4 separate regions of the Sus scrofa genome follow, and all the other regions are linked to region 3. Evidence: chromatin contacts called from public Hi-C and promoter capture Hi-C data. All regions are on one chromosome and are shown on one strand. Each heading gives the region's core, a stretch centred on a gene start, on an enhancer-like site or on the middle of the called end of the contact. The rest is flanking DNA. Distances are from core to core; before and after follow the strand shown.

Region 1 (6,993 bases), core at 1,593-4,092, 300 kb before region 3:
TCTCACCCCCTCCCTGCCAGCTTCCTTCCTCTATTAAGCTATTTTCCTCACCTTTACCCCAGGTTTTCTGCATCACTGCTACAACCCCCTTCCCCTTCCCTGATTAAAAAAAAAAAAAAAAAAAAAAAACTAAAAGAGGGAGTTCCCTGGTGGCCTAGTAGTTAAGGATTCTGTTGTCACTGCTGAGGCTCCAGTTTGATCCCTGGCCTAAGGAACTTCCACATTTGTTGGGTTCGGCCAAAATACGCCCCCCTCACAAACTCTCACTGTGCACTTAGAAGTCTTTGATTTCCAGGAGTTCCCGTCGTGGCGCAGTGGTTAACGAATCCGACTAGGAACCATGAGGTTGCGGGTTCGGTCCCTGCCCTTGCTCAGTGGGTTAACGATCCGGCGTTGCCATGAGCTGTGGTGTAGGTTGCAGACGCGGCTCGGATCCCGCGTTGCTGTGGCTCTGGCGTAGGCCGGTGGCTACAGCTCCGATTCGACCCCTAGCCTGGGAACCTCCATATGCCGTGGGAGCGGCCCAAAGAAATAGCAACAACAACAACAACAAAAAAGACAAAAAGACCAAAAAAAAAAAAAAAAAAAAAAGAAGTCTTTGATTTCCATCTGGGGGAAGGAGAGATAATGGTTTGGGGTTCAGCAGCACTATCTCCCCTTCCAAAGATAGTCTGCCACGTCCTGGAGGAGCCAGCCTGTAAGCTCATCCCAGCAATCGTCCTGGCCCTGCCTAATGAGTCCAGTCCACAATTCAAACTCCCAGGAAGCCCCCAACAGGGCCAAGCATAAGGAAGGCTCTCTGCATCTCCATTCCTCAACCCCACCTAGCTGCCCTCCTCCAGTCTCTATCTGCCTTTGCACTCACCCACATCATTGTCTCTCTGCCTCCTTCTGGGATAAAATCAGTTCTCCAGAAAACAAGTGACAGGTGAGGGCTTGTCAGGGCCACTGGGGGAAGGGACAGGGAGGTGGAGATGGGCAAGAGAGGCCATGCTCTGGGTCTCGGTGGAGCAGAGACCAGCTACTCACGCTCCCACCTTGATCCTCTACCTTTGGGCAATAAACCAGGCCTCATTTAAACCCACTCAAGTTTTCCAATTCCTCCTCCTCCTTTATAGAGCCCCCTGAGCTGAGGCCTGCAGGGGGAGGGTCAAGGACTAGGGGGTGCTAAACTTCCTCCCTCTTGTCTAGGGACATCTCTGGAGCCTTTGGCCCCCAAGGGAGCAGGAAGGCTGTAGGGCCCCAGATTCAGCTCTGATGTTCTGGAGTGTGTGCCTCCCTCTTCCCCACCTCCAGCCCCTTTGAATTATGTGGGGAGAGATGCAAGGGCTTTGGAGCCCCAAAGCTGCTCTCCAAGCTACTAGGCCCACTCTGCCACCCACTCATAACTCTTGCTAGTTCTTCCTCTAGTCACCTGGAGAGGGTGAGAAGTATGAGGGCCTCCAGCCTGGGCAGTGGTGTGTGTGTGTGTGTGGGGACTTCCTTCACGGTTCGTCCTGCACAGACTTGTGTAAAATTTTGTAAGAAAGGATGCCCAAGACTGAACTAGAGGATTTGAGAAGGCCGCCCCTTCCTCAGCTTGGGTGTCCCTAGTACCCCGGGAAGGTGCCAAGGCCCTTGGACTCTGGCCTAAGGAGTTAGGCCAGGGGCAGGGCACTCGTGGCAGGGCCTGGTGTAGGGCTCAGGAGACTGGGAAGAGTGAACTTCCAACTTCACCAGGTAATCCTTCTACAAGGATCTTCTGATAAACTGGTTTCCTCATCTGCAACCCCACGCCCACCCCGCCACTCGCTCGCAATCGGAGGACTGGTCTGCCACGCCCAGATCAGACTTTATTTGGGGGCTGGTTGGCAGTCTTGCTAGGTGCCCTGAGAGCGCAGCCCATGGATCAGCTCGTGCATGGTCTTGTTGAGAATGCCTCCGTGCACGCCACGCCGGCCCATAAGCACTAGGAGCGCGCGCGGCGTGTGGCCCACGCAGACCGCGCGCCCGTCCAACCCTTTGGTGCGTGCGTCCAGCACGCAGTCGCCCTCAGCCAGCAGGTGGTCGCGGATGACGCAGCATCGGCGGCCCGCTACGCTCAGGCCCGCCTGCAGGAAGGTGCGCCGATCTGGCCCTATGAGCACACCCACCTCCTGCGGTGAGATGGCTGCCAGCAGGCCCCCGGGCCGCGATGCCCACACGCAGCGATTGTCCGAGTGGCCCACGATGGCCACGTCGTCGATGCGCTGGTCCCGCAGCACTGCACTAATGTAGCCTTTCCAGTCGCCCATTCCGGCTCAGAGTGCGCCGTGGACTTTCGCGGGTTGTCCTCCCGGACTGCTCCGCTACTATGACGTATTGAGGGGCGGGGTTGTGACGTTGACATAAAGGCGATGGAGAATGGGGTGGGGGGTGGGGTGGCGTTGGTATCCTATGTCCGATGACGTTCTAAAGTTAGCCCGAAGGAGCGAATCGTTTAAAAAAAAATCCTCAAAAATAAAAATTAAATGGCCCATCGAGCACAGCACACAAGTTTAAGAACAAAAAGAACAGGGCCATGTCTGAACAGCCGGACCTCTAGGCCTGGTAAACTTTCAGCCCCCAGAACGTGTTTCCTAAACATGAGGAGCCTTAGAATCTCCTGGAAAGCTGTCAGATTGCTAGGCTCCCGACTCAAGAGTTTCTTATTCTGCAGTGTGAGATGTAGCAGATATTATGCATTTCCAACAAGTTCCCTGGAGATGCTGCTGCCCGTCCAGGAACCGTACTTTGAGACCCACTGCCCTAATGGTCTTCCACGATGTCAGCCTTAAGGGTCCATGCAACCTTTTTTTTTTTTTTTTTTCTTTCTGCTTTTTAGGGCCGCACCCACAACATACGGAGATTCCCAGGGGTTGAATTGGAGCTACAGCTGCCGGCCTATGCCACAGCCACAGCAACACCAGATCCAAGCTGCCTCAGGGACCACCCCACAGCTCACAGCAACGCTGGATCCTTAACCCACTAAACAAGGCTAGGGATCAAACCTGCGTCTTCATGGATACTAGTCAGATTCTTTTCAGCTGAACCACGACGGGAATTCCCCACACAACTCTTTTAATGTTAAGTACTTCCAACCACGGTTCTCAACCTCTCCACAAATAGAATCATCTGGGGAGTGTTTTTAAAATACTGTTACCCTCCTAGCCCCATCCCTGGAGATACTGATTTAATTGATTTGAAGTGGCTGTTGGTCATAGGTTCAAAAAGCTCCCCAAGGTGATTTTGATGTACAGTGGAGATTGAGAACTCCTGTTGGACAAACTTAAAATATGAGTTTCAGACAAAGACTAGTATAAGGAGTCACCCTGCATAGGGCTTGGTACACAGTGCGGCTCAGCAAACGTCAGCTGGACATGAATCTAAATCTTGTATAAGATGTCAAAAGATTCCATGTTCTCTGAGGGGGTGTGGAGAAGTTGAGCATCGGTTTACAGTCTTGGCATTTCCCAAAGGGGCCCCTGAAGAGTTAGCTGTGCCTTTCAAGCATCTTCAAAAGCACTTTATTGAGTGCGTATGACATTCCTGGAGCCAGCCGGGCTGGCAGCGCTGGGGGGAATAGAACACAATACTTGCTGTCCATAATCACGCCCCAGCCACCTTTCCATTCCAGAACTGCCCAGGAGGGAAAGACGAGTCCCTGGGAGGTCAGGAAGTGGTGTGCTCCTGGATCCAGGCCAAGTAGTTGGCCACGTCCGTGTACACACCGGGCTTGAGGCGGTCGCCACAACCTGAACCCCAACTGACGATGCCTCTCAGGACGAGCTGGCGCTCTGCGGTCTCGTCTTCACACACCAGAGGGCCACCGGAGTCACCCTGGGTCGAGGACACGCGGCTCAGTGCCCTTGGCTTGGGGTCTGGACTTGCACGGGTTGGGGGAGGGCGCCAATCAGGCGGAGGGCTCACCTGGCACGCGTCGGTGCCGCCTTCGAGGAAACCAGCGCAGAGCATGCCGGGAGTGAAAGCGGCTCCGTGCACGTCGGCGGCGGAGCAGCGCTCCGGACTGATGAGCGGCACCTGAGCCTCCTGCAGGAAACTGGAATATTCCTCCGCCCCTGCAAACCAAGGGCGCCTTCCTCACACCCCTCCCGACTCCGCTCGCTGTCCAGGCCACGGACCTGGCTGTGTCAGGCTCTTCTAATCCCTGCTAATCTCCTGCTTTCCGCAGAAACCCCCAGAGGGAGGGAGTTGCTTTTAACACCATTTCATAGACGAGAAAACTGAGGCCAGAGAGGAGCAGGGATGTGAATGGATCAGGTGGAAGCAGGGTGGCTTTGGAACCCCACCCCTACTTCCCATCCAGTGTCTCAAAACCCTGCTCCCCAACCTGCCCACCCATTGCTCCAGCGCGGGTCGGGAGTCCTAATTAGCCCTTGCAGCCCACTGCCTAGAGAAAATGGTGTGATTCTCCTGGTACTTTTCAAGCGATTTGGACCCCCCCACAACAGTGAACCAAGCCTTTGTAGAAGACTGCAGAGACGACGGCCCTGAACAACCCACCAGGTCAGCCCCATCTGTCCCTGGTGGTACCAATCCCTCGGGCTTCCCTTGGCTACTCTGGTGGCCAGAAGTCTCCCTCCCGACCCAGCCGTTCTAATACCTTCGAACTGATGGCCCCAGCCGGCCACCTCGCAGAGCGCGCCTTCGGGTTCGGCGGAGCTGGCGACACTTCTTGGCAGGCATACCGGCTGAACGAAAGGCGACGGGTGTGCGCAGCAGCCGTCCGCTGTCTCCTTCAGGCGTACCAGAGCTAACCCAGCCCGGGAGGAGGGTGAGCCCGGGATGCTGGGACTTCGGAGCCCTGCCCACCCTTCCTCTGATCCCCGCGGGGCGCCCCCACGCACCCAGGTCGTGCTGGTAGGTCTTGGGTGAGTAGGACTCGTGCAGGCGGTAGGAGCGCACTGCCAGCGTTTGGCACTGCTCACAACTCTGATTATGGCGGTCCTGGCCGAGCACCACAGTCAGCTCCTCCGGCGCCGGTCTGCGGGCAGGGTTGGAAAAAGGAAGAGCGCTCATTGCGGGCCACAAGCATCCTCCGGGAACCCCTTCTTCCCAGCCCCTTCTTGCGTTTCAGCTTCCTTCTGGGGAGCCCCTCCTGGGGTTTCAGCTTCCTCCTGGGGAGCTCTGAAAGGGAGAAGAGGGAAAGGTGGAGCAGGGACGCGGGGAGGTAGGGCATGTGTAGCAAGGAAGCTGGCACAGAGGAGAGACGCGCTAGGGATCCCGGGCCGGGAACTGAGCGCGTGGGCACTCGCCGGTTCTGCAGGCAGTGAGCCGCGGTCAGCACCCAACAGGGGGCGATGAGACTGCCTGCGCAGAAATTTTGACCCCAGTACAGCGCGGCGATGTAGGGGTGCGCCCCGGGGAGAGCCACCAGTCCCCCGACGATGCGGTTCAGAGAAGACAGCCGTTTGCGGAGTCGCTGTCCGCAGCCCACCAGGCCCGCACTGGGCAGAGGACCACGCTGCTCCGGCGGCGCGCACCAGGCTGTAGGAGGAACATAGGCTGAGCACAGGGAGACCCACCATCGGTTGGAATGTAGCTCGCCCTGCGCCCTCTCCGCGCCGACTTCTTAACCCTTCCCAACTACCTGAGGTCAGGTTTTGAGACGGGGTCTGGGTCGTGGGCTGAGGCTCCCGCGAGAGAAGGGGCGAGTCCTGGTGCTCGGAGGGGCTCTGGGTCGGAGTAAGGATTGGGGGCGCTTCCCCGATAGGAGCCTGGCAGCGTGCCAGGCGGCAATATTGCCAGCTCAGTTGGTCGCCTCTCCAAACGAAGCACCACGGGCGGGTGTCGTTGTCCGGGTTCCTGTGACCACAATTTGGGATGGGGTGTGTGAGGCGCTGTTAGAGCGTGAGAAGCCCAAATGGCCCTGAGGCGGAGGGGGATGCCCAGCCCGGCTCCACCCGGCCCACCGGCAGAAGGCATGGTCTCCCAGTCCCCAGTTCAGAGCTTGCTCTGCGGTCATGTTCCAGTAGGTGGCCTCCGAGGCCCACGGCTGACAGGGTGCTCCCGAGAGCGTAGTCTGGGCCATGCCGCGGTAGCTGAGCCCCCGGTCACTGTAGCACCTCTCCTTGAGGTCTGGAGAGAGTAAAGGCTCCCTGCAGCTAAGTGATGGTTTGGTTTCCCGCCGCCTTCCGCCTTCTCACCCAATCCTCCAGTCTCCCTCCTCGCTCTCCACAAGCCCTTCCCATGTGGGGCGGGGCTTCTGCTTCTCCCAGACCCTGACTCACCCACGTCACACAGGCGTCCTGCATAGCCAGTGGGGCAACGACACAGGCGGTGGCCCTCAGTCTGCAGGCAGCTGCCCCCATTGAGACACGGGTTGGTGCTGCAGACTGGGAGAACGTGCATGTTGGCCCACCCCTAGGCCCAAAGCCCCACAGAGAGCTGCCTCTTAAACTGGCACTCCACCTGGCTTCTCTTCCCCACCTTCCTCCCTCCTCCCTGGCCATCTCCCCACCAATCCACTCACCCTGGCTGGCCACTGGCTTGCATTGGGCCTTAGGACCTTTGCACTGGCACTTGGACACACCAGCAGGCTCAAACCTATGCCATATTTCATTCTCTTGAAAGAACTGGAGGAACTGGGGCTCGAAGCACTTCTCTGGTGACAAAGCAATGGGTTAGCCTCAGGAGGGTTTTGGACCAGGCCAAGCCTCTGGGAATCCACTGGGCCTCTTCAGTAGGCCCATGGCCACCCCTGCTCCCCAGCGCCCCCAGCTTCAGCATCTCCTTACCTTTCTGACAGTGCTTCCCAGTGAAGTGATCTGGACAGATGCAGTGTGGGCCATTTGGCATGTTCACACAGGTCCCTCCTTTCTGGCAGGGGTTGCCTTTGTTGCAGTGGTCTGTGAGATGGACAGTGGGGGAAAGAGTGAGGGACCTGAGTCAGACAGACAGGGGCCAAGTCCCAAACCTGCTTGTCTCGTGAGCTTGGCCTCCCAAAGTTGAGGAGTCTACCAACCTGCAAAATGG
Region 2 (6,916 bases), core at 456-2,955, 480 kb after region 3:
CCCCCAAACCAAGCTAGAAGAGATTTAATACTGGCTTAAATTAAAGTGAGACGAAAAAATAGGTATGGTGAAAAAGAAGGCATGATGCACTCTCCTCCTGTTCCCCCAAAGAATCGGAATTAACTCAACAGTGGACACACAGCTCAACACACTAGTAAAGATCACAGCTGGGTACAATTCAGGAGAAGTAGTAACCAGCCTGCCCTCTTTCTCCTCCACTTTGAAACACTGCGGTGCTTTTCATACTACAATTGAGGATGCCCCTTTGGGGAATATGCTTGGGATCTTGGGGAGCCCTCTTTCCCAGGAAGAAGAGGATGGCTCAGGCAAGGGAGGCCAGCACAGCCAGAAGCGCTCCACAGCCCATCACCACGGTTCTATGGGGAGCAGTCCCGGTGCACAAAAGGTGGAGTTTGGATGAACAAGATGGGTGAGGGGTTCCTGGTTTGAAGACACACAGCAGCGAGTTTAACAGAAGTGAGTCTGCCAATGCAAATGCAGGGAAATTTAGGATCCGCTGTGTCCAGATTGCCCAGGTGGCGTCAACTGGAACCAGAATCTGGGTTTTCGGGCTCCAACTGTTTTTTCTTCCTCCCACTCTACCAAGTGAGATTGGCACACACACACACACCCCACACACACATGGCACACACCCCCCCACACACACACACACACAGGTCTCGGATGCACGTGGGGTGCGCTGAGCCCAAGCAGCCCCAGGCAGAGCACAGCATCTCCAAGATGGAACTATTCCAAAACACTTTCCTGCGGGCGGGGAAGGCAGACCGGGCAAGCTAGATTGACCACGTCCCTCCAGAGGCCTCTGTCCTGGGGAATGACTGAGGTTTCCCTCCACCGTGGCCGCCGGTCTGCTGGGGGTCCCACGCCTCTCCAGGTTCATCTACTTTGGGAAAACGAGCTGCTCCTGGTGACAACTCACTTGACACTTCCCGCAAGAGCCTCTTCATTTTCCCGGCACAGATACGAAGTCGGGCGCTCAACGCTAACTAGAAGCCACCCGTCAGAGCGCACACACCCGCGGAGACTTGCCCCCCCCGCCCCCGCCCTGATGTGTTATTTCAAAGTCCACAATCTTTCCTCTTCCTCCCCCTGCTGGTCCCCGAGACTGCCCTTCTAGCTCGATTTTCCCGCAGGCCGACCCTGAGGCTGGAGCGCAGATAGCAGGACCCCTTGGGGGCGGGCACCCGGGTCTGCTGCCCGCGTGCAGATGGTCCGGACGCACTAGCGCGCCCACAGCCTGCGGGCGACCCCGCCGCAGTGAGACGCCTCCCTGAGCAGAGACACTCCCCGCCCCACGCGCGGCACCTTACCTCGCGCAGCAGGCGCTCCAGGTGCGGCTCCACCCAGGCAGGCAGGGCATCTGGTGGCTCCGCGCGCCGCAGCAGCTCCCGTTCCTCCTCGAGCGCCGCCACCCGGCCCTGCAGCGCGGCCGCCTGGACGCCCAGCAGCAGACAGGCGGCCGCCGAGCCCGCGGAAAGCAGCAGGCACAGCGCGCTCACCGCCCAGGCCCCGGCTGCCGTCGCGGGGCGCCCCGCGCCACCGCCGCCCGCCGGGCCGCCCTTCCGCACGCCGCCGGCGCGCTGGCCGGGACCCATGGCGTGCTCGTCTCGCGTGGGCGCTCGGAAGGGGAGGTGCACAGAGCGGGGATCGCGGGCTGAGCGTGCGGAGAGCCCGAGGCACGAGGTCGGCTGGGTGCTGGGCTTGGTCTCCGGGCAGCAGCGGACCGCGGCTCACGCCCCCTTCCCAGCCGCCAGCTCCTCCACAGCGGCCACTTTGGGCAGTTTCCTCTATGCAAATAGACCCTGCCAGAAAAGGAGCCGAGACCCACCCAGGGGAGGAGCGGCCTGGCCGGCCCCGCGCGGCGAGGGGCGGGGGCGGGAAGAGAGCTGGCTCTTCCGAGCCCCCGGCGCGCGCCTTGTGGACCCCGCGCGCCACGCGCCCCTCCGCCTTCACCTGCCCCGGGCCCCAGGCGGCACCTACTCCGGGGGCGCACCTCTGCCGACTCCCCAGACCGGGTCCCAAGTGCTCTCCCAAGAGGTATGAGGTGCGCTTACTGACTCAGAGCGTCTTCTGCAGCCCACCCCTGACTGCGGCATCTTTCGTGCGTACGGAAAATTTCCTTCAACTTGTGAATTAACTTTTCTGACACTTTTTTTCAAAAGTTCGAAACTTCAAACCCAGTGGAAAACTTAGTTAATCCGTCCTAGGTGATGCCCTAGCGCCGCTTGGTGGCGGAAAGCGACCTCTTGAGCACTTAGAGACGCAGAGTCTGAATTGCGCCAAACGAAAAGATTCTCCTTAGAATTTTTATACTCCCGTCACTTATTAGTGGCCAGACACGTGGTGCTGGAAACAGACGTTGTAAGACCTTGTTCCTGACCTAGAGAAGGCTTCTATTTGAGATTTTAACAAATGGAAAAGATAGGGGGAACAAACTTCAACTTTGTTGAGCTGGTGGCTTAATTCTGTAGTGGAAGCACAACTTGGCCCAAAGTAATCATCCAGTACGCACCACATTTAACCTACATTGCTATTCTGATGCAAATGTACACCACAGGGTTAAAGTAGGAAAGCCTGAAGAGGAATCAAGTGGCCCAGTTTTTTTCAAGGAATAAGACAAAGCTGGAAGTCAGGCACATTCTCTGCTGGCTCAAATTCCTACCAGGCATGGTATATCCTAAGATGGGTCCCCCATAACTCTTCCACTAACTCCAGTAATACTCAAATAAAAACAACAGCCTAGCCTGGATCTTTGTAATTTGGGCAAACACACAATTACTTTTGAGAAAAAGACCTGTTGTATCTTCCCTCTTTGAGTATCTTTTTATTAGACTCTGTGGATGAATTACTTATCTCGTAAAACTGTTGAGGACCTTCAGCTGACATATTCTTCCTTACTCTCTTAATTCAGAGGGGAAAATTACTTCTGAGATTGAAATAAAACAGGAGTGGTTGGCATCTCACCTCAGCAACTGTGTAGCTGTGACTTTAAGTATATTGGGGCTACAGTTAGGTTATTACACAGAGATAGGTCCTGCTAAAATCGAGTGTATGCCCAATAAATAGCCCTCAAAGTACTTGCTCAGCAAACTGGACTGTCTTCTTGGAAAAAAGGTCAACACTGTACTACAAGTTGTCACTTCACTCTTGCTACAAACACATAGGTCAGTTTGTCCATCACCTGTATCCATTGTTCACTGGATTCAGAAGCTTCTGTATATGAATCAAGCCAAGCTCATTGGTCCCTTTGGCCTTTGCCCTTGGCTACTGCCTCACTATCTGAAATATCCCACTCTCAGATATTTGAACAGCAAGCTCCTCCTTCAAGTCAAGGTCCTCAGGTCCTTAAACCTCAGTGTCACTGCAAAACCCTCCCATATTGTTCAATCTAAGGAGACTTCATTCACAGTCCTCAGAAGGATTACTCAGGGGATCATTTATCACCGTTTGAAGTTATCTCTCTATTATCCCCTTTGTCTTGTTCACCACTGTTTTCTCAAAGAACAGTAGAGGATCTGGCAAACATTTGTCAAGTGAATTAAGGGAAGGTGAAAATATGTTTACTATCTACAACTCATTTTAAAAGGCAAGGAAGAAAATACTCTGTCAGCTGGGGTCCTGGAGGAAATAGATGGCATCTTCAGATGGAAGACAGCCTGTCTGAATGTACAAATTCTTCATGTGGTGGGGGTGGGGAGCAGATTACAGGAAGCAAGCAGGGATGTTGAAGACACACTCTGGGGTATCAGCAGAGTGAGGCCATCACTACCTCCAGCTGAAGGGGAGAAAAGGAACTGTTGTGGGAACCCTGTGAATGCTGGATGCTGTACAAAGGTCCAACAGGAGCACCATTTCTGCAAAACCATGCCTTGGAAAGTAGAGAGCTAAGGGATAATCTTTCTCTCCTTCTGCTCTCTGATCTGCTGGACCTCCCACTGACCAAACCCACAGGACAAGAGAGCCCAGATGATGCAGTGCAAAGAGGAGAGAGCAGGGTCAGAAGGGTGGAGCGATCTGTAGGGGATGGGGTAGGGTGAAGAAGAAGCCTGCTGCATTCCCTAACATGCATATAGCATTTCTCAAGGTTAGTCTAGTTACTGCTGCCTCTGAATGGCCTAACCTGCTAGCGACAGGCACTAATCCTCAGGGTGACCAATTGACTACTTGGTAGCAAATCGACTGCTTTGGACTCCTTTCATCCCAGGAAAGTTGGCAATTTGTTCCCAACAGGGGTAGATGGCTGTTCTAGGTATGGGCTTGTCTTCCCTGTCTGCAGGGCCTCAGCCAGCGCCACTCTCCATACAGACTCCCCAGTCCACAGGTATGGAGCCCTGTACAACGTTCAACCAGGGAACCCACTTTATAGCAAAGGCAGTGTGGGAGTGAGCCCATGACCATGGAATTCACTGACTGTACTACGTCCTGCAGCAGCCAGCCTCACAGAATACTGGCACTGCCTTTTGCAGAACAGGTCAAGGACCAATGCAGACCTCAGAAGGCAGTATTCAAAAGACTGCAATGCCATCTTTCAGGATTTGGAATATGCATCAAATGAGGGACTTCTACATGTGCTCTGTTTCCAATAACACCTGGGTTCAGGAGCCAAGGGGTAGAAGCAAGAATAGCCCCGTTTAGCACCACTCACCCATGACTCACTGGGGGATTTTGTGCTTGCTGTCCTCACAAACCTGGGGCCACGGAGTTCCCGTCATGGCTCAGCAGTTAACAAATCTGACTAGCATCCATGAGGATGAAGGTTCGATCCCTGACCTTGCTCAATGGGTTAAGGATCTGGCATTGCCGTGAGCTGTGGTGTAGGTCGCAGACATGGCTCAGATGCTATGTTCAGACCCATAGTCTGGGGACCTCCATATACCTCAGGTGCAGCCCTGAAAAGCCAAAAAAAAAAAAAAAAAAAAGAAAAGAAAAAGAAAAATCTGGGCCCTGAAGGTTCAGAAGTCCTAGTTCTCAAGGGGGTTACATTCGTTCATTTTGGCAGGTAACTGACTGTCATCAGCAGGAAGAGTAAGTGCAGCAACCCAGCCTGATGATTGTCAAGGGCTCAGACTCTTCAAGATAAAAGAGGCATTATAAAATATTTTATTAGAGGGCTTATCAGACACAACTTAGAATAGATTTACAAGGAGATCCTGCTGAATAGCATTGAGAACTTTATCTAGATACTCATGTTGCAACAGAAGAAAGGGTGGGGGAAAAACTGTAATTGTAATGTATACATGTAAGGATAACCTGACCCCCTTTTTTATTAAAAAAATAGTAATAAAAATAAAATAAAATATTTTATTAGAAAGGCAAATTATTGGAGTCAAATAGGGTTGATAACCACTGCAGAAGATCATAAGTAATGTTAATGAAAAGTTTCAAGTATGTTTAAAATGCTCTGTTTAAGAAGGCAGGGTACTTAATCTTTTTTTTTTTTTTTAATTTCCAACAAAAAGATTTTAAGCTTTAAGGCTTAAAGGAATAAACTTCAATTACATCAGGAAATTATTACTTAAAAAAGGCAACATGAGGGAGTTCTCTTGTGGTGCAATAGGGGTTGCATTAAATCTGTAGGTTGCTTTGGGTAGTATATCCATTTTAGCAATATTTTTCCAATCTGTGAACATGAGATATTCACCATCTTGGTAAGGTTTATGCCTAGGTTTTTTTGTTTTGTTTTGTTTTGTTTACACAATTTTAAAAAGAATTTTTAAACTTTTTGGATGTTTCAGGAGTTCCCCTCATGGCACAGTGGTTAATGAATCCAACTAAGAACCATGAGGTTTCGCGTTTGATCCCTGGCCTAGTAACTAACTATATTAGAATTCTTATTATTTAAATATCTTCAAAAGATAATTGATAACTTAAGGCAAAAACAACAATGTATTGAGTTCCCTTTGTGGCTCAGTGATTAACAAATCTGACTAGGAACCATGAGGATGCGGTTCAATCCCTGGCCTCATTCAGTGGGTTAAGGATCCGGTGTTGCCTCGAGCTGTGATGTAGGTCGAAGACTTGGCTTGGATCCAGCTTTGCTGTGGCTGTGGTGTAGGCCAGCAGCTGTAGCTCTGATTTTTTGTCTTCTAGGGCTGCACTCGCAGCATATCGAGGTTCCCAGGCTAGGGGTTGAATCAGAGCTGTAGCCGCTGTTCTACACCACAGCCATAGCAACGCCTATCAAATTACTCAGGATATTTTTCACAGAACTAGAAAAAACAATCCTAAAATTCATATGAAACCATAAAAGACTTAGAATTGCCAAAGAAATCCTTAGAAAAAAGAACAAGGCTGGAGGCATTATCCTCCCAGAATTCAAACAATACTACAAAGCTACAGTAATAAAAACAGTGCAGTATTGGCACAAAAACAGACATATGGAACAGAATAGAGGGCCCAGATATAAACCCACACACTTATCATCAATTAATATCTTCAACAAAGAATGCAGTATGGAGGTTTCATGAAAGACTAAAAATAGAATAAACATATGATCCAGCAATCCCACTCCTGGGCATATATCCAGAAATGACAAAAACTTACCTAATTCCAAAAGATACATGCAACCCCAATGTTCATAGCTGAACTATTTACAATAACAGAACATTGGAGTTCCCACTGCAGCTCAGCAGAAATGAATCTGACTAGCATCCATGAGGATGCAGATTTGATCCTTGACCTTGCTCATTGGGTTGAGGATCTGGCATTGCTGTGGCTGTGGTGTAGGGCAGTGGCTACAGCTCTGATTCAACCCCTAGCCTGGGACTTCCATACGCTTCGGGTGTGGCCCTAAAAAGAAAAAAAAAAAAATAGCAGGACATGGAAGCAAACTAAGTGTTCATCAACAGTCGAATGGACAAAGGTGTGTGTGTGTGTGTGTGTGTGTGCGCGCACG
Region 3 (6,541 bases), core at 269-2,768:
CCCAGGCAAGATTCACTCAGCCTTCCGCCCCCACGACTCTAGCCTGGGCCAGGACCACCCAGGCTCACCGTGCAGAGCAGACCCGCCTCTCCAGGATGCTGCGACGCTCACGCGGGCTCCAGGAGGTGCTGTGCACCGCCCTCTTCATTGCGTGTTTCGTCAGGTTTTGGAGCCGCAGTTTCCTCATTCATAAGTGGAGGATACTGGTCACTTCAGACTATTTCTGCACACCTACTGTGTTCCAAGCACATATGTTGGAGAATGTTGGAGATATAACAGCGATGATTAGAAAGTCCTGGCCTGGATGGAGCTTTTATCCTAAAAGAGGGTGTGTGTGTGTGTGTGTGTGTGTGTAGGGGGGTGGGGTGTTAGGGGCAGGAAGAACAAGAATAAGCAAATATACGCTCAAGATAATTTAAAGTTAAATGTTATAAAGAAAACAGGACTGGATTGTGCAAGTGCTATAGAGAAAACAAACCAAGATTGTGCAAGCGTGTTTTATGGGAGTGGGGAGGAGGCGTGGAGGGTTAGAGGGTAAAATGCCCTGGAATGAATCTGGTCTAAAAGAGAGCAGGAAGTTATGGAAAATGAGACCGAGTCTTTTCTCTTGCGCTCTTTCTAGTCCAAGTCCCTTAAGTCTGAGGAGGAGGTGGGAAACTTCTCTGCCTTTTCCCTGCAGAGGAAGGGGACCTGGGAGGGGGAATTCAGTCTTGGCCTGCGTTTGGGATCACTGCTTCCTCTCTCCTCCTTCCCAATCCTTATTTCTCCCTCCTTAGGGCAATTGTGCAACCCGTCTCCCCCCCAACTCCAAAAGGAGGGCGACCGATGGAGGGCAGCAGAGCAGGGGGTCGGTCTCTCACAGTAGAATTTAATTCTGTTGAACGCCCAGAGTATTAAGTCCGGGCTTAGAGGAGCAGCAGGGATAGGGCAGAAAAGAGGAACTTTTCTTTTAAACATCATTTGATATTTCAAAAAGAGAATCAAGGCGCTGTCGCGGGAAAGCCTAACCGTTGGATCGCTTACAGGCATTGTGTTGTTCAGTACTGTCTTTAATTTATTTTTTTATATTTTATTTTTTCCTGCTGTACAGCATGGGGATCAAGTTACTCTTACATGTACACATTTTCCCCCCCACCCTTTGTTCTATTGCAATATGAGTATCTAGACATAGTTCTCAAATGTCTTTATTTTAAACGAAGTTGGAGGGCGGGGAGGGGGGGGAGGCACAGTCATTTCTGGTTTAAGACTTCTGAACGAGGCGCCGCAGTGCGCACACCCGCTGGCCAGCAAGTGGGTCGCTCGGATTCCTTCCCGCTGAAGGGAAGGTTCGGGGCTCTGCCGGCGGCCCCGAGGGCCCAGGGGAGCACCTGCGCAGCGTCCCGACTTCGGGAGGTGAGGCAGCCAGCTGCCGCGGGGATCCTGCGGGCGACTCCAACCTTGGCACGCGGGAGGGGGAGGCTTGGCCACCCCTCCTTGAAGCCGCGAGTGGGCGAGTCCGGAGCTGCGGAGCAACGGCCAGTAGCTTCCGGTTCCGATGGCAGCGGCTCGGCGCCGGAAGCCAGGGCCAAGGCTGCGGGACCAGGTGAGAGGCCGCGAGCTTCCGGGAGGGGAGGTGCGACTAGAGGGCAGGGCGCGCCGGGACCACGGACTCGGGCGCTGGGGGCCCGTGTTTCGCTAGACTCCCAGCCTCCGGGTCTTCTCTGAAGCCCCGCGAATAAGCCCCCCGACCAGTCCTCTTTGCCCTTGTTTTCTCCACAGACGTCGGCCCAGGCTGGGAGTTGGACCCTCACAAACTCAGAACCTTCGAGGAGCCACCCTTGCTGGGGGAGTCGCTCGAACTCAGACGTCCCAATCTAGTGCGACCCGGCGGGGTCGGAGGTAACCCGTTACGGACGTGGGAGCCAGGCAGGGCATTCGACTAAGGTCTTTTGAAGGATGAGTAGGAGTTTGCCAGCAATTTGCATGTTCACGCAGGTGAAACTCCCAGTGGTGGCTGACGTCCAGAAAAACGGTGGGCTTTTACCTCGCTCCAGTTTTGGTTAATGACAAAAAATGTGACAAAAAAAAAAAAAAAAAAAGGTGTGCAATGAGAATAAGGAACAGGGTGAATTGATAGAGCGACAGGTGTGGGGTGGGGCAGAGGGGGCAGCATTAGATACTGTGGTCTAGGAGAGCGTCTCTGGAGAAATGACGTTTGCGTTTGAGACTCTGATAAGGAACTAGCCACAGGAAGATCTGGGAGTAGAGTGTTCCAGGCAGAGGGAACAGCCAGTGCAAAAGCTCTGAGGTAGACATAAACTGATGTTCAAGAAATAGAAGGAAGGAGTTCCCGTCGTGGCGCAGTGGTTAACGAATCCGACTAGGAACCATGAGGTTGTGGGTTCGATCCCTGGCCTTGCTCAGTGGGTTAAGGATCCGGCGTTGCCATGAGCGATGGTGTGGGTCGAAGACGCAGCTCGGATCCCGCGTGGCTGTGGCTGGTGGCTACAGCTCCAATTAGACCCCTAGCCTGGGAACCTCCATATGCCACGGATGCGGCCCTAAAAAAGGCAAAAAGACAAAGAAAAGAAATGGAAGGAAGGCTAGTGTGGTTGGAATATGGCCATTGAGGGGGAGAATGGTAGGAGCAGAGAGAGAGATTTTGGGCATAAAAAGGGTGGTGGAGTTCCTTGGTGGCTCAGTGGTTTAAGGATCCAGTGTTGTCACTGGTGCAGATTCAATCCCTGGCCTGGGAACTTCTGCATGCCTTGGGCGTGGCCAAAAAAGAAAAAAAGAAGGGTTTTTATTCTAAGTACAGTGGGAATCTATTGGGTTTTAAACAGAGGAGTGATGTGTAGGGTGAAAATGGATAAAGGTGGGGGTGCAAAAGATGAAGGGTTGGGCCAGCAGAGGCTGTTCAGTTCAGTGTCAGACAACGGGGACCTTTCTGTAATGTGTGCACATTTCCCTTCTTCCTCCCTGGCACCAGAAAGGGCCCTCTTGTTTTAGGATACTGAACACTGGAGACAAAACCCATATGCCTGCCTTGGTGGGGATTTTAATATTTCTTCCTGCCTAACCCTGGCAGGTTTGAGCTCAGGCCCCCTAGTTAGGAAGTGGATGCACCCATTGTGGACCAGGGCACTGAAGGGAGAGAGGATGAGATTGGATTCCAGCCCTGAGCAGTCTAGTGTGGGGAGGTGGACGAGCGAGTAGGCATGCTGCAGTGCTGGGAACTCAGATGTGTGTGGAATGGACACCCTCAACAAAGGTTTTGTTTGTGAAGCAGAAGAGGAGGCAGGGAGATTCGTTGAGGAGCTGATGATAAAACTGCATCTTGTGTTCTCCGTGCAGGAAAGTGTTGAGGGCGCTCTGAACAGCTTGTGCGAAGGAAGTGAAAGTGCAGTTGCAAAGGGCTTGTATGTGGTGATGGGATCTGATGTGTTGTTTTGGAAGGGTCACCCTGGTAGGTGATTTCTGTCCAAGTGAAACCTTAGGGAGGTGGGCTTAGGACAGTGGAATTGAACTTCCCTGGATTAATCCTGAAGACAAACTCATACACTCCTCTATCCTTGTGCCTGGTGAAGATGACTGACTGATTAAGGCAGAATGCTTCACCTTGGACACTCTGAATTGGCCTCTTAATCTTTTCAGGTGAAATAACTGCAAGCAGTTCTGCTTTCCCATCTTGTTTATTTTATTTACAATTTTTTTTTATTGAGGTAATCACACTTCTCAGTTCACGATACATTTAACTGGTCCCTGCAGGGCCTTTTTCTCCTTTGCATTTATTTACTTATTCTCTTTTACCCGCATTCCTCCCTTCTCCCTGCACTGTAGCAAACCACTCTGATGTGTTCAGCATATATCCTTTTTTTTGCTTGTGTCCTTGGTTGTATGCATATATTTTTAATCTCTATAAATGGTATTCTGCCTGGGCTTCATTTTGTTTCTTTTTTTTCCCTTCAGTACTATGTTTTGGGATCTTTTTGATGTTGCTGTGAGTATATCTGGAACCTGATTTCTTTCCTTCTTTCTTTTTTTTTTTTTTTTTTTTGTCTTTTTTTGCTATTTCTTGGGCCGCTCCCATGGCATATGGAGGTTCCCAGGCTAGGGGTCAAATTGGAGCTGCAGCCACCGGCCTACGCCAGAGCCACAGCAACGCTGGATCCGAGCCACGTCTGCAGCCTATACCACAGCTCACGGCAACACTGTATCGTTAACCCACTGAGCAAGGGCAGGGATCGAACCCGCAACCTCGTGGTACCTAGTCGGATTCGTTAACCACTGCGCCACGATGGGAACTCCTGGAACCTGATTTCTTAGTGCTACTCAGGTTTCCATAGATGCATCCCCCACATTTTACTTCCTTGACTTATGGTTTCCTCCAGTGATGGGGCCCCTAGGTTGTTTCCTACTCCCTGCCACGACCCCGTGATGAAAATTCTTATACCCATCATCTTCCTAGCTTTAGTATAATTTCAAGGTGCTGGCTTGGGCTTCTCTTTAATGATCCTGGCATTAGTTGATGTCTGACAGGGCCAGACTATTTTCCTCAGTGGGGTCCTAACCTTTCCTGAGCTGTGTTTATTTGTGGTAGATGGTGATTCTGGTTTCCAGACACTCTTGGTAAACATTCTTTTGTACGGCCCTCTTTCCTAGTTGATCATCTCACAGGCCCTGTGGTTGCCTTCCTGTTTCTTGTCATCATTAATCATTGCTGTATACTCATTCCAATCACAGATATTGGCTGCTTTCCTTTCCTGGTGAGATGGTGGCCTGTTAAGCTGGTCCAGATTGGACTGTGAAGTGAAGTGCTTCAGAGAAGTGAAGGGCTCTGGAGCCCAGAGCCAGATGCCCAGCTTTGGTTCCAGGACCTATACTTTCCAGCTACGTGACCTTGGGCAATTTATTTAATTTTTCCCAGTTTCATTTTCTCATCTCTGAAGCGAATCTAATCATTGTACCTTCCTCATAGTGTTTTTGTAAGAATTAAGTAAGTTAGTTAATGCATGCCAAATCATTAGGACAGTGAGTGTCACATAATAAACTCCTATGAAATATTAAATATTAATAGCAATAATAATATTATTATAATACTATTTCTGACAGGTGTCCCTGTTATATTTTGCTTGTAATGGCTCATATCCAGTTATAAGGTATTTCCTCAGGGGGCATGAAGAGGAGGGCATGTCTTCCAGACACCATGATTATAAAGTCTAATGTGAGAGCATCAACCATAAGGAGGGAGGGCATAAATACATGTCAGGGCTTGGGTACCATTTCTTTATCACTCATCCCTTGCCTAATTAGTGGCTTTGGGTCGGGCTGAGATGATGAGGCCAGGACTGATGGTGCTGGTGGGAATGGGAAGAGAGTCTGGTGAAACTGGGAGAATCCCAGTGACCACTTTAGACACAGGATTCTCTTTGTGGTGTTACTTTATATCCTTCTTTGAGAAAATGAACATCTGGCTAGATGGCTGGATTTGAGTGTTTGACAGAGCCTTTCATTTTAAATCCCTTCTTAATATAATTTCAAGGTGCTGGCTTGGGCTTCTCTTTAATGATCCTTAAAGAGGGATGGGGAGCAAAATCACTGCAACCACCATTTTGAGGATTGTCCATGCATACGTTCATTGTCAGAGGCTACTCTGGAGTGGAGTAGTGGCTCGTGTGGAAGGAGCTTAGGGATGGGACATAAGTGGTAGGAAAGGTGGGACAAGAAAAGTCAACTTTCAACAGTGTAATGATGAGTGAAGGTTGTGTTACAACAGTATAATGAGGAGGGAAGGGGGAGTTCCCACTGTGACTTAGTGGTAACAAACGTGTCTAGTATCCACAAGGACGCGGGTTTGATCTCTGGCCTTGCTCAGTGGGTTAAGGATCCAGCATTGCAGTGATCTATGGTGTAGATCGCAGATGTGGCCTGGATCCCACATTGCTGTAGCTGTGGTGTAGGCTGGCAGCTGCAGCTGTGATTCAACCCCTGGCCTGGGACCTTCCATATGTCACGGGTGTGACCCTAAAAAGACAAAAACAAGCAAACAGAAGGAAGGTTGTGAGGGCCTGGTGGGAAAGGCAGGCCCTCAAACAGATCATTGCCAGTGATAAATAGTGAAATAGAACGGTGCCGAGTGTGAGTGGAGGGAGCCAGGTGGGAGCAGGTTAGGGGTGGCTGCGGAAGAACGTGACCTCTGAGCTGCCTTGAAAAGGATGAGCCAGCTTCTTAAATACTCAAGGCAGTGAGGAGTGATGGAGAACTTTCCAAGACAGAACCGTGAGAGCAGGGGAACACGAGGTGCCTGTCCGTGGGCAAGTGGTGGGGAGGTGGAGGCAGGAGCGGTGGACAAGGCCTGTCAGGCCATCGTGGTCAGTGTTGTTCCTAGGTCTGTGCTTTCACGTATCAGCCATTCAAGGACTGCCTTCATGGCTTCTGTCACTGTAGTGCATGGAAAGCCAGTTCCACTAACTGAAGAGAAGGTGGCCGCTCCTGTGGCAGGTGGAAGTTCCTACATGAAAATACATGAAATATGAAGACATGCAGTGTATGTGCAGATTTC
Region 4 (6,637 bases), core at 3,229-5,728, 280 kb before region 3:
AAGTGGAGCTGCAACCTACGCCACAGCCACAGATCTGAGCTGCATCTTCAATCTACACCACAGTTTGTAGCAACACTGGATCCTTTTCCCCCTGAGCCACAGTGGGAACTCCATTAGGTGCAAGCTTTAAGAGCTACCATATGATTTATCATATTTCCTTGTATTCCTGCCATTGTAGAAGCTCAGATTGAGATGGAGTCCTGGGTCCCTGAGTGGCTACTCTGAGTGAAACTTCCCCACATTCCAACAACCTGCATTGGACACAGAGTATACCTGAGAAATAAACTCTGTTTAAGTCACTGAAATTTAGGGATTGTCTGTTAGGGCAGCATAATCTAAACTAGCCTGACCTTTTTTTTTTTTTTTTTCCTTTTAAATACATCCAGTAGAAACCTTACCCATTGTTCCATGCTTTGTTTTATTCATTTAACAATAATCTTAAAGGAATTCCTTGATGGCTCAGTAGGTTAAGGATCTGGGTTGTCACTTCTGCTGTGCAAGTTGCAGCAGCAGTGCGGGTTCGATTCCTGGTACAGGAACTTCCACATGCCTCAGGCAGAGTCAAAACAAACTAACAGACCAAAAAGCAATACATCTTGGAGATTGTTTATATTAGTTCATGAAGAGCACCCTCACACTTTGTTTATTTATTTATATTTGGCTGTGGTATGCAGTGGCTTGATGTGGGATCTCAGTTCCCAGACTAGGGATAGAACCCAGGCCACATTGGTGAAAGTGCTGAGTTCCCATTGCTGCTCAGCAGGTTAAGGACCTGAGCTGTTGTCTCTGTGAGGATGCAGTTTCAATCTCTGCTCTGGCTCAGTGGGTTAAGCATTTGGCCTTGCTGTAAGCTGCAGTGTTGGTTACAGATGTGGCTCGGATCCTGTGTTGCTATGGCTATGGCATGGGCTGCAGCTTTAGCTCCAATTCAACCCCTGCCCTGGGGAACTTCCATATGCTGCTGCTGCAGCTGTAAAAAGAAAAAAAAAAAAGTGCTGAGTCCTAACCACGAGACCACAGGGAACTCCCTAATTTTATTTATTTATCTATTTATTTATTTTTGGACCCCCACACTTTTAAAAAAACTAGGTAGGGAATTTCCTGTGTGGCGAGCACATCAGGTTAAGGATCCACCATTGCTGCATCTGTGGTGCAGGTTGTATCTGCAGCACAAGTTCAGTCCCTGGCCTGGGACCTTCCACATGCCATGGGTATGGCCAAAAAAAGAAAAAGAAAACAAGAAATAAACATTCAAAATTATATATTAACAATAAATAAATAAATAAATAAATAAAAAGCAACATAGTATTCCTATACAGGAAAGGACAAAATCTTAACTAGTCCCTATTAAGTACAATCAGTACATTTGGAATTTCTGGACCATGCTGCAATGACCAACCTTGAACATTCATTTCTTATTTTGCTTGAGTGCAATTATATTTATAGGTTAAACCCTAGAAATGCATATGCATATGTCAGATGAATAGTGAAATATTTGTCCTTTAAAAAGGATCACCTTTGGAGTTCCTGCTGTGGCCCAATGGAAATGAATCCAACTATTATCCATAAGGATGCAGATTCGATCCCAGGCCTTGCTCAGTGGGTAGGGAAACCAGTGTTGCCGTGAGCTGTGAGCTGTGGTGTAGGTGGCAGGCAGGCACCACTCGGATCCCCGGGGTGCTGTGGCTATGGCATAGGCCAGCAGCTGTAGCTCTGATTCAACCCCTAGCCTGGGAACCTCTGTATGCTGCAGGCACGGCCCTAAAAAGCAAAGAAAAATAAATAAAAAGGATCACTTTGCCCATAGACAGAGAATGGGTCTGAAGAGTCAGAACCTGAGAGTCATGTGTGATACCTTCCCTTCCTCACCCCAAATAAGTCGCCAAGTCTTATTCATCCCAGCTCCATGATAGCTCTAACCTGGCCACTGCCCCAGCATGGGGCATCATTCCTCTCTTTAATATTTCCTCTTCAAAGGACCTCCCACCTCTCTTACTCAGGACACATGGCTCCAAACAATGGAGAAAATTCTGGGTAACTTGGGCAGACAAAGAATTGATTTGATGTTCTTAGGCGCTTGCTGAATCCCCTGGCCCCAGAAAGGACCTGGCTTGACCACCTCCCCTTCTTCTTCCACTGCCACCTTAATGAACCCTAAATGGGCCTCTGATGCTTCTATGTTAATCACTTGCTTTGGATTTCAAAGACCTGCTTGCAGGCATTGAAAACATGTTCCAGCTACCAGGGACCTTGGAGAATAAGTTCTGCCTCCTCTCTGATTTCCCTAGTGGAAACCAGGGCATGCCTCTGCATTTTATAGGTTTCCTCCCAAAGGGGAGGGGTGCTTAGAAGCTGGGCACCAAAGCAATAGGTGTTTATAAGTCAGCCCAAGCCCCTCTCTCCCAACCCTTCACCCTCACTCCAGCACATCCTCCACAGTGTGGCACAGAATAAGCAAATCTGATGAAGTTAGTCCCTAGTTTAACACACCCTGGACAGCTCCTCACTACCCTCAAAATGAAGTCCAACCTCCTCCTTACCTAGCTTCCAAGGACCTTCCTCATCCAGGCCTCTTCAAGGCCTGAGCCTCATTTCTTGTCCCTCAAGTGCATTCCACCTTGCACCTGAAACTCTACTTCAGTGCTCTGACCAAATGCTTGAGCCCTTACTAACTTCCTCTACAGAATTTTGAATATGAACTTGCATCCAGTGGCTCTTTCCTGCTCCACTCATGTTACCTCTGAAACCTATACATTCTCACTCAACACTTAGATCTCACTTGGACACAGCAGGCTTCACTGGGTGAAGTACCTGCCCTTTGTCCTGCTGGCCACTGGATTTCCCTTTTTCAAGGTACTTATCTTTATTTCCCAAAGTATCCTAAATCCATGCACTTTCTCCATCTCCACTGCCACCTTCTTCCAAGCCGCCGCACTCTGTCTTCTCCCAACTGCTCCCTGTGCTTCCACTCCTGGCCCCTCTAAAAGTCCATTAGCTAGAGTGATCTTTTTAAAGTATAAATCATCCTAAGGCTCCCCATTTTATTTAGGGAAAACAACAAACTCCTCATCATTGATCTACAAAGCCTTCCAGGATCTACCTAGAATCCTTGCTCCTTCATCTCATCTCAGACTATTGGGCCTTGAAACTATACAGGCCTTCTTCCTGTTCCTTGAACATACCAAACTTACTCTAGGCTCAGGGTTTTGCACTTGCTGTTGCCTGTGCTTAAAACTGTTCCCCTAGATTTTTGCGTGGTTGAATCAATTCAAATGTCAACCTGAGATCATTTCTCCTCACTATTTTGTCTTGATGTCTTATTAGCACTTACCACTCCCTCAGACCATCCCACTTATTTGTTTATTTATAGGATTATCATCTTTATCCCTCTCCTAGAAGGTAGGCAGAGAGACTGGCTATCTTACTGGCACTACTGTATTCCCCAGCACCTGGCTCAGGGCCTGGCACAAGGTGCTGTTCTCTGTATTTTTGGATGATGAATGGATAGGGATCTGAGAAGCCTAGTTGAAGCTGGCTCTGCCTTACTAGCAAGTTTGGGCAAGCCTCCATTTCCTGGTGTGTGAAGTGAGGGTGGAGGGAGTAGGATGTTGAGTTAGAAGGTGTTGATCAGCTGTAAAATTTCGGCCTTATTTTCTCCCAACTTTTCTGCCTAGAGCCAGCCACTAGACCTCAGCTCCCCACCTGTACAATGGGTGTGAGCTCGTCCCTACGTCTTGGGGTGGTAGAGCTGCCTTATAAGGCAGCAGAGGCCGAGGGAGGGCGAGGCCCTGTGGGTGGAGAGAAATCACAACATCCGGCTGTGGGGGTAGGGCGGGGGCGCCCGCGGTGGCCCGGACGGAGGCCGAGGAGCAGCTAGGGAGGCCCCCAGCCTTCTCTGGGCCTCTCCCCGCTTCCGATGTGCGCCCTTCAAGATGGGCCGACCCAAAAGTATACGGCCGGATACACGGCCCGAACCTGCAGGAGGCCGGCCGGGAGGAGGCCCAGAACACTAAATGCATCCCCTAAAAACCCTGGAAAAGCCAAGGCGAGTCAAAGGGACCCGGGCCACACCCACAGCTAATAGCCCAATCAGAGTGCAGTGCTAAGGCTGACCGACGCTTCCTTCATCCAATCAAGTACAAGAATTCCAGGGCGTGACCCAGAGGACCCACCTCCGTTGTCCCAGCAGAGGGCTCGTCCCTAATTGGCAGTTCGGTATCCTACGAAGGCCCAGAAATTCGAACATAGAGGCTGAACCCCATCGTAGACCAACTAGGAAGATGTGACGTATTAAGTCCCGCCCCCCTGTTCCTTTGAACGAATCCCTGTCTCTGGGGGCGGGGGATGATGAAGAAGTTGTCTAATGGGAAGACGGCGCGGGGAGCACCCGCCCGGTTATTGGCCAAGTAAAGTAAACAGTGGGCGGGCCGGGGCGGGCCTGGCCGGCGCCGGGGTGGCCCCCGGGAGGGGGCGGAGAGTGAGCGGCGGGCGGCGGCGGCCGGGGAGGCCCGGGAGGCCGCGGCGCGGTCACTGCGAGCCGAGCCGAGCCGCGCCGCGCCGATCGTCATCCGGCCCCGGCTCCCTCGCGCGATCCCGGCCGGCGGCGCGGCCCGGCGGGCCCGGCGGCGCCGCAGCCCATGGAGCTCGAGAACATTGTAGCGAACACGGTGCTACTCAAGGCCCGGGAAGGTGAGGCGATCGGGTGCGGAGAACGCGGTCGCGCGGCCTCCGAGTTCCGCTGGGCGCCCTAGTCGCCCGATCCCCTAGGGCAGCTCTCTCCGCGCCCAGCATTTCGCTCAGACAGGGGCCCTTCCGGCCCATGGTCCTTCTCCGCACCTGCCCCCAGGGAGCCGGAGCCCAGGAAAGGGCGGGGGTCAGGCCGCCGCCCTCACGGCGCGCGCGCGTGCGCGCGTTTGTGTGTGTGTGTGTGTGTGTGTGTGTGTGCGTGCGTGTGTGTATGAGGGGGTGAGGGAAGGAGAGAGGAAGGAAGAGGGAAGGGTGGGACCTCAGTCCTGGAAGCCTCTCCCAGGTGAGAGAGGTAAGAAGATGCCCCAGGAAGGGGCAGCCTTCCCCACGTGCCCCGGGCCCAAACTCCGGCGCCCAGCCTGGATCGGCACAAAGTTAGTGCACGGGTAAAAGGTTTGGAGAATGAATTAACTAAGACTCTGCAGTAGCATAGCCCACCCGAGGCGGGGAAAGCTGGTCACATAGACTACCAGCAAGACGTCCTCTTGCTCAGTGCCTCAGGACACTGGGGACAGAGGGGAATGGGTCACTGTTTTTGCCTTCAGGAAGCCCAGACTAGTGGGGCAGAGGGGCACAGAAATAACTGGAAGCTGAGCTCTGAAGGAAGGGAGCATGCTGGGCTGGTGGGACTGAGTGCAAGGCCTGGCACAGGGAGCTGGCGGGGTGAACCTAGTGTTGCTGAGCTTTTCAGATGTTACCAGGCACCTGCTCTATGAGGATCCTGGGGACACAGAAGGACCAGACTGGCCCCCATTGCCTTGTGGTCAGTCTGCTCCTCACCTGCCATTGACCACCTCAGTAATGTAATCACTGAACACCTACTCTATGTCCTGTCCTATCCAGGGTGCTGGGGACCAGCAGAGAAGACACTTCTTTTCGGAACTCTAGGGCAGGGAGGTCAGGGCAGTTTTTCTACTCTTTGATGGGCTTCCAGGCTGAAAGAGCCATCTGCTTCACCTTTCTGATCTATTTTACAAGTGGGAAACCCAGGCTCGGCTCAGGGACTAGCCCCCAGGATGCAATGAGACGGGTTGACCCAGGCCTACGACATAGGATGTCCCCAGCACAGTCTGTAGGAAAACCAGAGGAACCCCCAACTGGCACAGCATCTGGTGCCCCCTGCCTGCCCATTGCAGGTTGACCCTGGGGAGGTGCTGCCTGGAAATGGGCACAGCAGGCTGGGTCCTCAGTGCCCAGAGCCTTCCTTATCTCCTGTCCTTTATCGAGTCCTGGGGCTAGGCCTTCCTCCCAGCCTCTGGGGGCATCTGCCGATTCTGTTCTGCCTCGTCATCCAGCCAGCCAGGGAGGAGGGGTGGGGAAAGCCTGGCCAGACCTCCCTCCCCAGGGCTGTAGTCAGTTCAGTCCTACTGAGAGCAGTGCTTTGCCTGGCCAGAGAGTGTGGGCACTTTCTGACAGGCCATGGGTGATGCACAGTGGGTTATGGCCAGACTGGGACCCGTGTCTTGGCTGGAATATCTGAACTGGCTCTGCCCCTCCCACCTGGGTAGCTGTAAACAAGTCTCTTCTCTCTGAACTTCAGTAACTCTTTTTGTGAAAGAGTTGGGAATGGGAACTGAAAACTAAAGGAAGCCCCGCTTGTCACTGAGTCCTGAATCCTGGTCCATAGACCAGGTGCATCAGAACCCCTTCGTGAGTTGGGTAACAGCTTGGGCCGGGCTTTTGCCAGCTTCCTAAGTGATCTGAGGCTCCGAGTGTTTTGGGATTGTATGTATTCAGAGAACACCTGAGAGATGCCTTGCACATTTGTGGTGGGAGAGGAGCTTTGGTTGTGGTCCCAGTGAGCTGGATTGGACTCCTCCAGGCTTTGGGACTTTGGACAAATCGATTCATTTGAGGGCCTGTTTTCTCATAAGATTGGGCCGGGTCTGGC

The links. Promoter capture Hi-C pulls out the DNA fragments that hold promoters and counts their contacts. A called contact is a pair of places that touch in the nucleus more often than the background predicts.
Region 1: a contact with region 3 is called in a Hi-C map of epiblast stem cells, with 1.6 times the contacts expected there. The contact joins the promoter of PFN3 here to the promoter of RMND5B in region 3. A contact is called at or near these places in 3 of 47 Hi-C or Micro-C datasets (embryonic fibroblasts, epiblast stem cells and liver).
Region 2: a promoter capture Hi-C map of liver shows a contact between it and region 3, with 4 times the contacts expected there. The contact joins the promoter of COL23A1 here to the promoter of RMND5B in region 3. A contact is called at or near these places in 1 of 5 promoter capture datasets (liver) and 1 of 47 Hi-C or Micro-C datasets (embryonic fibroblasts).
Region 4: a promoter capture Hi-C map of fetal liver shows a contact between it and region 3, with 2.5 times the contacts expected there. The contact joins the promoter of GRK6 here to the promoter of RMND5B in region 3. A contact is called at or near these places in 1 of 5 promoter capture datasets (fetal liver) and 1 of 47 Hi-C or Micro-C datasets (liver).

What each region holds. Positions count from the first base shown.
Region 1 is chr2:80,541,344-80,548,336 of Sscrofa11.1, reverse strand. It overlaps PFN3 (profilin-3), which reads right to left and starts at 2,842. Exons shown (of 1, transcript XM_013992193.2): 1 at 1,813-2,842. The coding sequence starts at 2,273. The coding sequence ends at 1,860. It overlaps F12 (coagulation factor XII), which reads right to left. Exons shown (of 14, transcript NM_214242.1): 5 at 6,756-6,866; 6 at 6,491-6,622; 7 at 6,249-6,353; 8 at 5,931-6,096; 9 at 5,609-5,823; 10 at 5,274-5,505; 11 at 4,866-5,002; 12 at 4,622-4,771; 13 at 3,928-4,076; 14 at 3,511-3,837. The coding sequence ends at 3,670. SLC34A1 (solute carrier family 34 member 1) reads left to right here. Exons shown (of 13, transcript NM_001044623.1): 13 at 1-103.
Region 2 is chr2:79,761,049-79,767,964 of Sscrofa11.1, reverse strand. It overlaps COL23A1 (collagen alpha-1(XXIII) chain), which reads right to left and starts at 1,705. Exons shown (of 27, transcript XM_021084365.1): 1 at 1,332-1,705. The coding sequence starts at 1,616.
Region 3 is chr2:80,242,041-80,248,581 of Sscrofa11.1, reverse strand. It overlaps RMND5B (required for meiotic nuclear division 5 homolog B (S. cerevisiae)), which reads left to right and starts at 1,518. Exons shown (of 11, transcript NM_001243800.1): 1 at 1,518-1,582; 2 at 1,759-1,878.
Region 4 is chr2:80,525,049-80,531,685 of Sscrofa11.1, reverse strand. GRK6 (G protein-coupled receptor kinase 6) reads left to right here and starts at 4,478. Exons shown (of 17, transcript XR_002341730.1): 1 at 4,478-4,689. It also overlaps a transcript of F12 not described here.